Regions from separate parts of the Mus musculus genome. Here region 2 is linked to region 1. Evidence: chromatin contacts called from public Hi-C data. All regions are on one chromosome and are shown on one strand. Each heading gives the region's core, a stretch centred on a gene start, on an enhancer-like site or on the middle of the called end of the contact. The rest is flanking DNA. Distances are from core to core; before and after follow the strand shown.

Evidence for each region. A called contact is a pair of places that touch in the nucleus more often than the background predicts.
Region 2: a Hi-C map of the N1E-115 cell line shows a contact between it and region 1, with 4 times the contacts expected there. The contact joins two enhancer-like sites. A contact is called at or near these places in 1 of 15 datasets of contacts at CTCF or cohesin (embryonic stem cells), 12 of 484 Hi-C or Micro-C datasets (the G1E-ER4 cell line, the HL-1 cell line, the N1E-115 cell line and 7 more), 5 of 115 datasets of contacts at active chromatin or transcription factors (Th17 cells, embryonic stem cells, large pre-B cells and 1 more) and 3 of 9 other capture datasets (adipose tissue, liver and pancreatic islet).

What each region holds. Positions count from the first base shown.
Region 1 is chr15:99,419,566-99,424,233 of GRCm38.p6, reverse strand. Nckap5l (NCK-associated protein 5-like) reads left to right here. Exons shown (of 13, transcript NM_001001884.1): 9 at 1-116; 10 at 200-281; 11 at 560-868; 12 at 956-1,098; 13 at 1,326-2,200. The coding sequence ends at 1,535. Among named protein-coding and RNA genes, the nearest start is that of Nckap5los, 11 kb to the left of the region's middle. RefSeq lists an enhancer at 2,677-4,280. Within about 2 kb of position 2,808, at least 176 of the 459 cell types and tissues checked have an H3K27ac peak or open chromatin away from gene starts, as enhancers often do. A contact at or near this core is called in the HL-1 cell line, the N1E-115 cell line, adipose tissue and 2 more, where this site is marked.
Region 2 is chr15:99,496,043-99,500,609 of GRCm38.p6, reverse strand. It overlaps Faim2 (Fas apoptotic inhibitory molecule 2), which reads left to right. Exons shown (of 12, transcript NM_028224.4): 12 at 313-3,605. The coding sequence ends at 462. Among named protein-coding and RNA genes, the nearest start is that of Bcdin3d, 24 kb to the right of the region's middle. Within about 2 kb of position 2,464, at least 105 of the 459 cell types and tissues checked have an H3K27ac peak or open chromatin away from gene starts, as enhancers often do. A contact at or near this core is called in the HL-1 cell line, the N1E-115 cell line, adipose tissue and 2 more, where this site is marked.

The DNA of each region.
Region 1 (4,668 bases), core at 1,559-4,058:
AGCCTGAGTATGGGGATTTCCAGCCAGTGTCCACTGACCCCAAGAGCCCCTGGCCTGCCTGTGGGCCTCGGAATGGCCTGGTAGGCCCACTCCAGGGCTGCGGAAAACCTGGGAAGGTAAGTTCTCGCTCAGTGCCTGTGCAGCGGGGGGGCCTCGGGAGGCTCTGGAATGGACACTCAGGTCTCCTGTACCCACACAGCCCAGCAGTGAGCCAGGAAGGCGGGAAGAGATGCCCTCTGAAGACAGCCTGGCGGAGCCAGTTTCCACCACGCACTTCACAGGTCAGCAGGGTTCCCTTCTCTCCTCATTCCCTGCCCCCCCCAGTAGTGCCAGGTCCTGGGTAGCATCTTAGTGCTCAGCCATGACTGTTGGGGATGTAGATCTCGGTGGCGGTGGAGAAATGATTCTCCCTGCCCTGAGGGGCACCTGTGCGAAGCTGAGGGGGAGTAGCAGGGGTGGGGTGAGTTCTGCAGGAGGAGCCTTTTGGGCCAGGAAAACCCTGAGTGGGCTGGCCTGAGCCTGAGCCTGAGCCCCATTCTGTGTGCCCTCTCCTCCACAGCCTGCGGCTCCTTGACTCGAACCTTGGACAGTGGCATTGGGACCTTCCCACCCCCAGATCACAGCAGCAGCGGAACCCCCAGCAAAAATCTCCCCAAGACCAAGTCACTGCGCCTGGATCCCCCACCAGGGGCACCCCCAGCTCGGCCTCCAGGCCTCACCAAAGTCCCCCGCCGTGCCCACACACTAGAGCGAGAGGTGCCGGGCATAGAGGAGCTGCTGGTGAGTGGGCGACACCCCAGCATGCCAGCCTTCCCTGGACTGCTCACAGCTCCCCCAGGCCACCGAAGCCATCAGACCTGTCCCGATGGTGAGTGTCCCCTCAAGTGGTAGGGCATCCCTAAGAGGCTCCTTGGAGCCGGACCAATGCATCCACTTCCCCCTTCTTCTTGGACAGATCCCTGTGAAGACCCAGGCCCTCCCCCACCTGTCCAGCTGGCCAAGAACTGGACCTTCCCCAACACCAGAACAGCTGGCAGCTCCAGCGACCCCTTCCTGTGCCCACCCCGACAACTGGAGGGACTGCCTAGAACCCCCATGGTAAGGCCACAGAAGGGAGGAGAGAGAGGCCTGGGTGCCTGGAGGGAGAGACTGGGAGATGGATGTCTCTGAGCTGTGTACAGCCAGCCAGCACCTCCTCTGGAGGTGAGGATAAGTTCGCCCACCCATCCCATTTTGGAAGAAGGCTTCCATTATTCCTGCCTCTGTGGACCCCCACAGCAGTCAGGGTGGCTACGATTCCTCTCTGAGCAGTACCTCTCCTCTAGGCCCTGCCCGTAGACCGAAAACAGAGCGTGGATCCCAGCCGCACATCTACACCTCAGGGCCCAGCATTTGGAGGCAGTCGTACCCCCAGCACGTCGGACATGGGCGAGGAAGGCCGAGTGGCCAGCGGGGGCGCCCCCGGGCTGGAGACCTCAGAATCCCTAAGTGACTCCCTCTATGACTCGCTATCCTCCTGTGGGAGTCAGGGTTGAGGGACCGCACCCACTACAGTTCCTCTGGAGCTAGGGACCCTCAACGACCTGCTTCCGCGCTCCACGCCCCACGCCTTTGGGCCGGTGAAGCTTGACCTGAAGGGACCAAGGAGAAAGAGGATAAGAAGGCGATGGGGGGTCCCTGGCGTATGCCACTGCTGCTGTGGATGCGACAACCATGCTCAGCTCAGGGAGAGACCTCATCCCCAGTCCCTTGACTCCCCCAGAGTAAGGCTCTGCTCTACGGGACCGGGGGCTCCAGGCTGCTTTGTCCCAGCTCCCACTTCAGGCCGAGCCATCTTGCGGTGCTAGGCTTCCTGCCCGCCAGCTGTGCCACCTCTGCCCAACCTGGCTGCAACCCTGCCCCAAAGCCCCCATGGGGCTGATTTTGGAAGCCCCAGGCTTATGGAGTTTGGGGGTGAGGGGGACAAGTCGCCTTCACTCTGCCCTGGTCCTCCCTGCTGTCTGAATGGTGCTGCCTCCCTTCCCCACATCGTGGGGTCTGTTTGTCTGTCTTCATCTTTGTTTTTATATATATATATATATATAAGCGCCTGGCCCAGTCCCCACCCCTACCCGCACTGCGGTTAATTTATCTGTTGTTGAAAAGCAGCCCTGCTTCTGCAGCATCCCTAATAAAACGTGGAGGCCTCTCCCCACCGTGACTGTTGTGTGGCAGCCCCCCCTTTGTGCTTGCTGGCTTCTCTATAATCCTTCGGGTGGACTGGTGGGTAGGTCCAGGGACCCTCGGGTGCTCTAATGAGGCTCTGTGCCCTTCCCCTGGAGGAGCTGGCTAGAAGGTGACTTACAGTGACCTGTGTAGATCTGAAGCCCAGAGGATGTCACTGACCAGAGGGCACACAAGGCCATGCAGCCTTGGTGAGAAAGATGGGGAAGAGGCCTGTGATCATGCGCTCAAACCTCTCTATGCTCCAGGTTGGGGACTGGCCAGTTCGGAGCAGTCCCACTGGCTTTATATATAGACACGGGACAGTCAGTGACTACCCAGGCCGAGAGGGGAAGAGCCTGAGAGGACTACCCTCACACCGGCACACTATGCTGTCTCTCAACTCACTTCCTCGTGCTTTATAAACCATCTCTATATGACTCGGGAGCACTAGAAGCCAAGGATATTTATCACCAGAGCTGGCGTTCCTAAAAAAACCTATCACTACAAACCTTGGTTTTCCTCATCTGTATATTAGACTGAGAGGCCAGGTGGCCCCGCCCCATCAGCAGCCTGAGGCCAGGTGGCCCCGCCCCTGTTCTCCTTCACGCTCTACGCTCCGCCCACATCTGCCATCTTCCCTTAGCTGACGCCATCACTGAAGAAATTAACAAGACCAGAACAGGGTCTGACAATGCAGTTTTGTCCCTGCCCCTTCCTAGGTGTACTAACGGAAGTCTGCATCTTGGTTTCTGACCAACTCCTGACTGGTTTCTTGACCTGTTATTGCCCTAAGCCTGATGCATTACATCATTTCCTGTTAGAACTGCGTTGGCCTCCTAGATCCCATTCCTTCCTGGAAAGGAGTTTGGCATGGTGGGCTTTCATCTTCACTTCAAAGCTAAGACCAAAATCCATGTTCTCGACAGGGTCTGCTCAGTATGCTAGGAATTTGAAAATACCAGGTGCCACCTCGGTCCCTGGGTCAGAATGAGTTGACTGGAGAAATGTCCCAGGGCAGGATAGGCTGCAGGAACCATAGTGGTCCCGGGAGGCAGCCCTGCCCACCATGGTCAGCCATAGCCCACATGACAATCTCCCCCTCCCCCAACTCCTGCCTGATCCCAGTCAGCCATAGCCCACATGACAATGGCCCCCCTCCCCGGACCCAGGGCTCGGTTCCAACTGAAAGAATTTGAGGGCGGGAGCATGTGGGTTTATTGATACTCCAGGGAGCCCGGTTTCTTGGCGCTCAAGGAAAGCTTTGCTGAAAACCTCCTTGATCATGGCTGGGGCAGAACACTTGGTGTCTCGGTTTGCAACAGCTGCTTGTAAAGTTACTGTGACCTCACTCTCCTCAAGAACAATGGGCGAATGTTCATGTAAGACCTCAGCCGGGTTTCCCAAACACAGGAAGTTCAGACTGCCAGACAGCTGCCCTCCCCCAAAAGGCCAAAGCCAAAAGGCGGGAAAGAGGCGGGCTCCGCACACTGGCACCTCTCCTTTTGCAGGAAGCCCCCCGCCCCCACCCCTCCCTCCGCGACACCCACACACACAAAGAAAAAGAAAAAAAAAATAGCCTCTCTAAGGCTGCCAGGGGTTTATTTTATTTCCTTTTTTCTACTTTTCCCCCCCACAAATAGTATGTTTTGTTTCCTTTAAAAAAAAAAGTTTAAAAAAAGAAAACATGCTCTGTAGCAAACCCCAGCTCTAGATCCCCGCCCTTATTCTCTGGGGTAATTCAAGTGTATAAATAAATCTCTTAAAGCCAAAAGTTCACGGTAAGTACTTGTGGGGTCGTCTGTGATTTTAGGGAAGGGGACCAGCTGTTTTTTAAAGATTTATTTATTATTATATCTAAGTACACTGTAGCTGTCTTCAGACACACCAGAAGAGGGAGTCAGATCTCATTAGGATGGTTGTGAGCCACCATGTTGCTGGGGTTTGAACTCAGGACCTTTGGCTCGGAAGAGCAGTCAGTGCTCTTAACCACTGAGCCATCTCTCCAGCCCCGGGGACCAGCTTTTTAAAAACGTTTTAATTATTAAAGACCTACAAATCTGGGTTGATTCACAGCCCTCTGTCCAGTTTCAGGGTACGGTTCTTGCTTGTGGGAACATGAACCCTAGTTTCAAATAGCTGGCACCTACATAAAAGCCAGGCTTGAAGGTGTGTGTCTATAACCTCAGCACTTGGGGGTGGGGGAGGGGGCCAAGCCAGGTGGATATCAGGACTTGATAAGTAGCCAGTTGGGTCAAATGGTAAATCGCAGGTTCAATAATAGATTGTCATAAGAAGAAAGCAAGGCCCAGCGTGCTAGCACTTAGGAGGCAGAGGCAGGCAGATCTATGAGTTCTAGGACAGCCTGGTCTTCAGGGTGAGTTCTAGGACAGCCAGGCCTACACAAAGAAACCCTGTTTCCAAAAAAAAAAACAAAAAACAAAAACAAAAAAGAAAGAAATGGTC
Region 2 (4,567 bases), core at 1,215-3,714, 77 kb before region 1:
AGCACTGTGGAGATGAGAGGTGAGGGCACTTTGTAACACTCTGGGGTTACTCTTGTGTCACTAACACCTCCTCCCCCACCTCCCCCTCCCCAGAGCGGAGAGATCCTGCCTCTCTGCAGTATTTCTGTCCGGAACAAAATAAGTGCTCAGTAAACAGGGTGGGTGTGGGGTGGATGTAATCGGGGAGGAAGGTGTTGGGAAAGATCTGGCTGTTGCAGCAGGGACGCTTGACAGCCCGGTAGTAAACCAGCAGCTTAGCCCCTCAGTGTCACAGACTGAACATCTGACCTCTCGTTCTTCCCTCTTTTCCAGTTCCTGGCCTTTGATACCCAGTTGCTGATGGGTAACCGTCGACACTCGCTGAGCCCCGAGGAGTATATTTTTGGAGCCCTCAACATCTACTTAGACATTATCTATATCTTCACCTTCTTCCTGCAGCTTTTTGGCACCAACCGGGAATGAGGAGCCATCCCCGCCCCCACCCCTCCTCCAGAGAATGTCCCTTCCCTGTCCTGTGACCCTCTCCGTGCTCCTGTGAGACCAGACATAAACTCGCTGCAGCCAGCTTGTGAGCAGCCGCTTGCTCCCTCCTGCAGCCAGCCCTCACGGTGTCCTTCTGCAGCTTGTACATATGCCATGCTTGGGGCCCTGCAGATCTGAGGCCATACCATCCCCTGCGGTGCCCCTGGCACCCAACTGCATCTTCCAAATGGCACAGTCAAGGCTGAGGGCACCTCTGGGTTTGCAGACCCAAGGAATGAGCAGGAGGAGCCCGGCAGGATCTCAGAGGTGGGGAGGAGACCCCAGGAAACCTGGCTGTGACTGTGACCCCCACCAAGTCTTCTAGGGCTCCATTTTCTCTTTCAGATCAAACAACCATGCTTCGTAAGAAAAAAATAGCCAAGGGGGCATGGCTAGAGCATGAAGTCAGGGCTCTGTGGCGTAGGGTGAAGCTGTCCCCAGCTGTCACTCGCTTAGCTGAAGGCCAGTTGCTTGTTCTAGGGACCTGGGAATAGAATGAGAATAGGAAGCCACTGGTTTCGTTACTTGCCTCAGTTTCCCCTCCTGGGTCATCCAGGTCATAGAACAGGGGGGTGGGGGCAAGATGTGCTAAGCATAGCCTGAGCTCCCAGGGGAAGCTGGGAGGGCTGAACTGGGGGCTGTCAATCAAATTGCATCCACTGGAAAGGCACATATGACCATAGGGCTAGAACCCCATCTCTCTCTCTCTCTTTCTCTCTCTCTCTCTCTCTCTCTCTCTCTCTCTCTCTCTCTCTCTCTTCCACTCAGTGCCATTCCCACAGGCCTGAAGGGGAGGTGGGGTAGAGGGCCTGGTGTGGAAGTGGTTCTGTCTGCTGGACTAGCCCTTACCAGGGGCTGTCCTTCAGGCGCTTCTACATGCATTTCCTGGGTCTTCCCCTGTATTCTGCTGCACTCTGTCTTACCTGCAGCCTGAAGAGTAGAGGCATCCATTTCCCTCCCCCCAGCTTCCCTGGCCACTCAGCCCAGAGTCCCTGGGCCCTTGCCCCCTTATCTCCACATCTCTGTAATTTGGAAGCTGTCCAGCTAATGGTCACAGCCAGGGCCAGTCCCTTGAGCCTATCCCTTGCGATGAGGCCAGAGCTCCTTATCAACCTCCAGGCTGCTGGGATCTCAGGCAGAGTGTGCGTCAGCCACCCTGCCCTGGCTGACTGCCTGTTGGAGAGGGGACCAGGGGCCCACACCTGGGGCAGCATGTGGGCGACACATGCACCCGGCCAGCTCTAGTCCAGTGGAAAGTTACTGGGTGAAGGCTACAAGGCCCTGAGTGGATGCAGGGGACCCTGTCTGCCCCAGGAAAGGGGACTAGGTAGCCCATCCATTCCCACCCCTACCCTTTCCCACCCTGCCTACTCCAGCCTTTGAGAAATATTACAGAAGCATTTGAAATTTTGTTCCATCTTGGATATTTGAGGAGGGAGGGTGGTATGGAGGGACAGTTGGGGTGGGTGCTGGTTCAAATGAGCCTACTTGCAGCAGTCCAGACTGGTCCTGCAGGGTTATCGGCATATCCCCATTTCAGAAGCAAAGCCAAGTAGCTCCGGAAGGCTTGGATAAACCCACTGTCGTCTAATAAACCTGAGGGACAGCCCACAGCTACTTCCTCCAGTCTGAGTCTGGGCTGGATTGAGACTTGTGTAGCCCATAGGTGTGTGGGTAGACAAGCACTGACATCTCCGGGGAGTTGTGACACCCCCACCTGCCACTGTCACCCAGCCTGCGGATGCCAAACTCTTAGCTTTTCCCTCCCTGGAGGTCAGCTGGGAAGCAGGGTTCTTGGCTTCTGGTTCTGACCCCACTGCCAACAGACTTATTACTCTCTGTGACTCTGTTTTCCTATCTGCAAGATGGAAGTCCCCAACCGGTGCCAGTGGGGCAGGGAGAGAGGCACCAAGACACTTGGCTGACTTCCTCCTCTGCTTGTTCCCCTTTGAGTGCCTTTCCTAATCTCCAGCTTCAGTTCTAGAAAGGTTTAGAGTCCCTCCCCCACCCCCACTGACATGTCACCCTCACACTGGCCAGTTTCCCAGAATCCACTTGTCCAAGTCCTCTTCTGAGACAATTTATGCAGAGAGCGAGGATTGAGAAAAATTTTCCAAGGCTAAGTTCCAAAAACCATTGGGGGAGGGGCAAGCCCTCAGCCATAAATAATGTGACCAGGGCACAAGTCACAGTGATCTCAAAGATGGCTGGTGACGGTGGGGAGGCACGGCGGCTGAACTGGCTCCAGGGCCAGAGAAAGCCTTGATGTTGACCCCTGGTGGGGCAGTGAGGAGTCCCAGGGACACCTGGGTGGGTCTTGGCAGGAGGAAGGGCGGAGAAACAAGAATGCAGGATTATGAGGAATGCGGGATTATGAGAAACCTAAACTGGGCAGGTGCGGCAAGCTGTGTAGGAGGAAGGACTGACGCCTCCTGGCCCCCCGCATTTTTAGCTTGGGTGTAGCCAGACCTATGACGGGGTAGATTAGATTTCATAAGGCTTGAGGGAGCCAGGAATATCTGATGTGAGGCTCAAAGCTCTCTGAGAAACCGTGACAGACCAGGATGTCCCCTCCGAGGCTCAAGATGGGACCAAGTAGGGGCATTAAGTCCCTCACTCCCCACACCAATTCCTGGGTCCATGCACAGCTTTTTCAGTATAGCCCAAGGAAGCCACAAGACATCCTTGGGTGTGGTATGGTTCTTCCATTCCATACCCTTTCTTCTGTGTTAGCCTGCAGGATCCCTTAAGTACCCTTATTCCAATAGGCCAGGGTGGGGGGTGGGGGCGTGTCAAGTTGGGAATTTTACACAAGGACTTTGCTGCCCCCTTCTGGCTGTTAGAGGAAAAGCAGAGTCTGGCTTTGCACAAACCCATCTCTATTCAGTCCCCTGCTCTGAGTGTCAGAGAATGGAGATATAGCACCAGGCACAAGGACTTGCCTGCTACACACCCAGACGGGCCTGCCCTTTTGGCATCAGCTCTTCAAGTTCCCTATCTCTTCCGTGTGCCTGTCTCCGGCCTCACCTGCCCAAGATCTGTGACTGATTGGAAATAATAAAAGCAATTACGAAGACACCTGGACTGTTTGCTTGTGGCCTCAACTGGCTTTGTGGAGTGAGCTGTAGGGTGGCTTTCTTGCAGGAACTACGTAAAATCCCCATCTTTGCTTTCCTGGGAAAAGGTGAGGGGTCCTCCTGCTCAGGACACCTTTGCCTGGGAGCATTCTTCACACTGACCAAATCTTATTGGTCCATGGGAACCTGCTCTTTTCCGGGCCCTACTGGCAGAAGAGTCTTTTTTGAACAAAGGTGTTTCCTTAAGATGGAGAGCCCGGACATTTCGCAAAGCAGTAGGTTTGAACCTATACAATGAGAATTTCGTGGGACTATCTTGTGCATCCCAGAGCTACAAAACTTACAGCACATGGGCAAAAGCATCATTTAAGAGGAGGGAGGAAGGGAGGGGGTGGAGAGAGGGAGGGATCTACTCCAACTGTTTTATTTTACATAGGAGGAAACTTAGAAGCAAAAGTTTCAGCGACCAGTCCAAGCTTATGCATAAATTACTGACAGAATGGGATCAAAGGACAAATCAGTTAATGATGATGTCATTAGATTTCCGTGGTGTACTGGGTAGTTTTATGTCAACTTGACACAAACTGGAGTCATCTGAGAAGTTAAGAAAATGCCTCCTTAAAATCAAGCTGAGGCGGGGCAGTGGTGGCGCACGCCTTTAGTCCCAGCACTTGGGAGGCAAAGGCAGGCAGATTTCTGAGTTCACGGCCAGCCTGGTCTACAGAGTGAGTTCCAGGATAGCCAGGGATACACAGAGAAACTCTGTCTTGGAAAACAAAACAAAAGATCATGCTGTAGGCAAGCCTGTAGGGCATTTAAGGCGCTGCCCATTGTGGGTGGTTCCACCTCAGGGCTGATGGTCCTAGGTTCTATTTAAAAGCAGGCTGACCAGGCCATGCAGAGGAAGTCAGTAAGCAGCACCCATCCATGGCATCTGCATCAGCTTCTGCCTCCAGGTTCCTACCCTG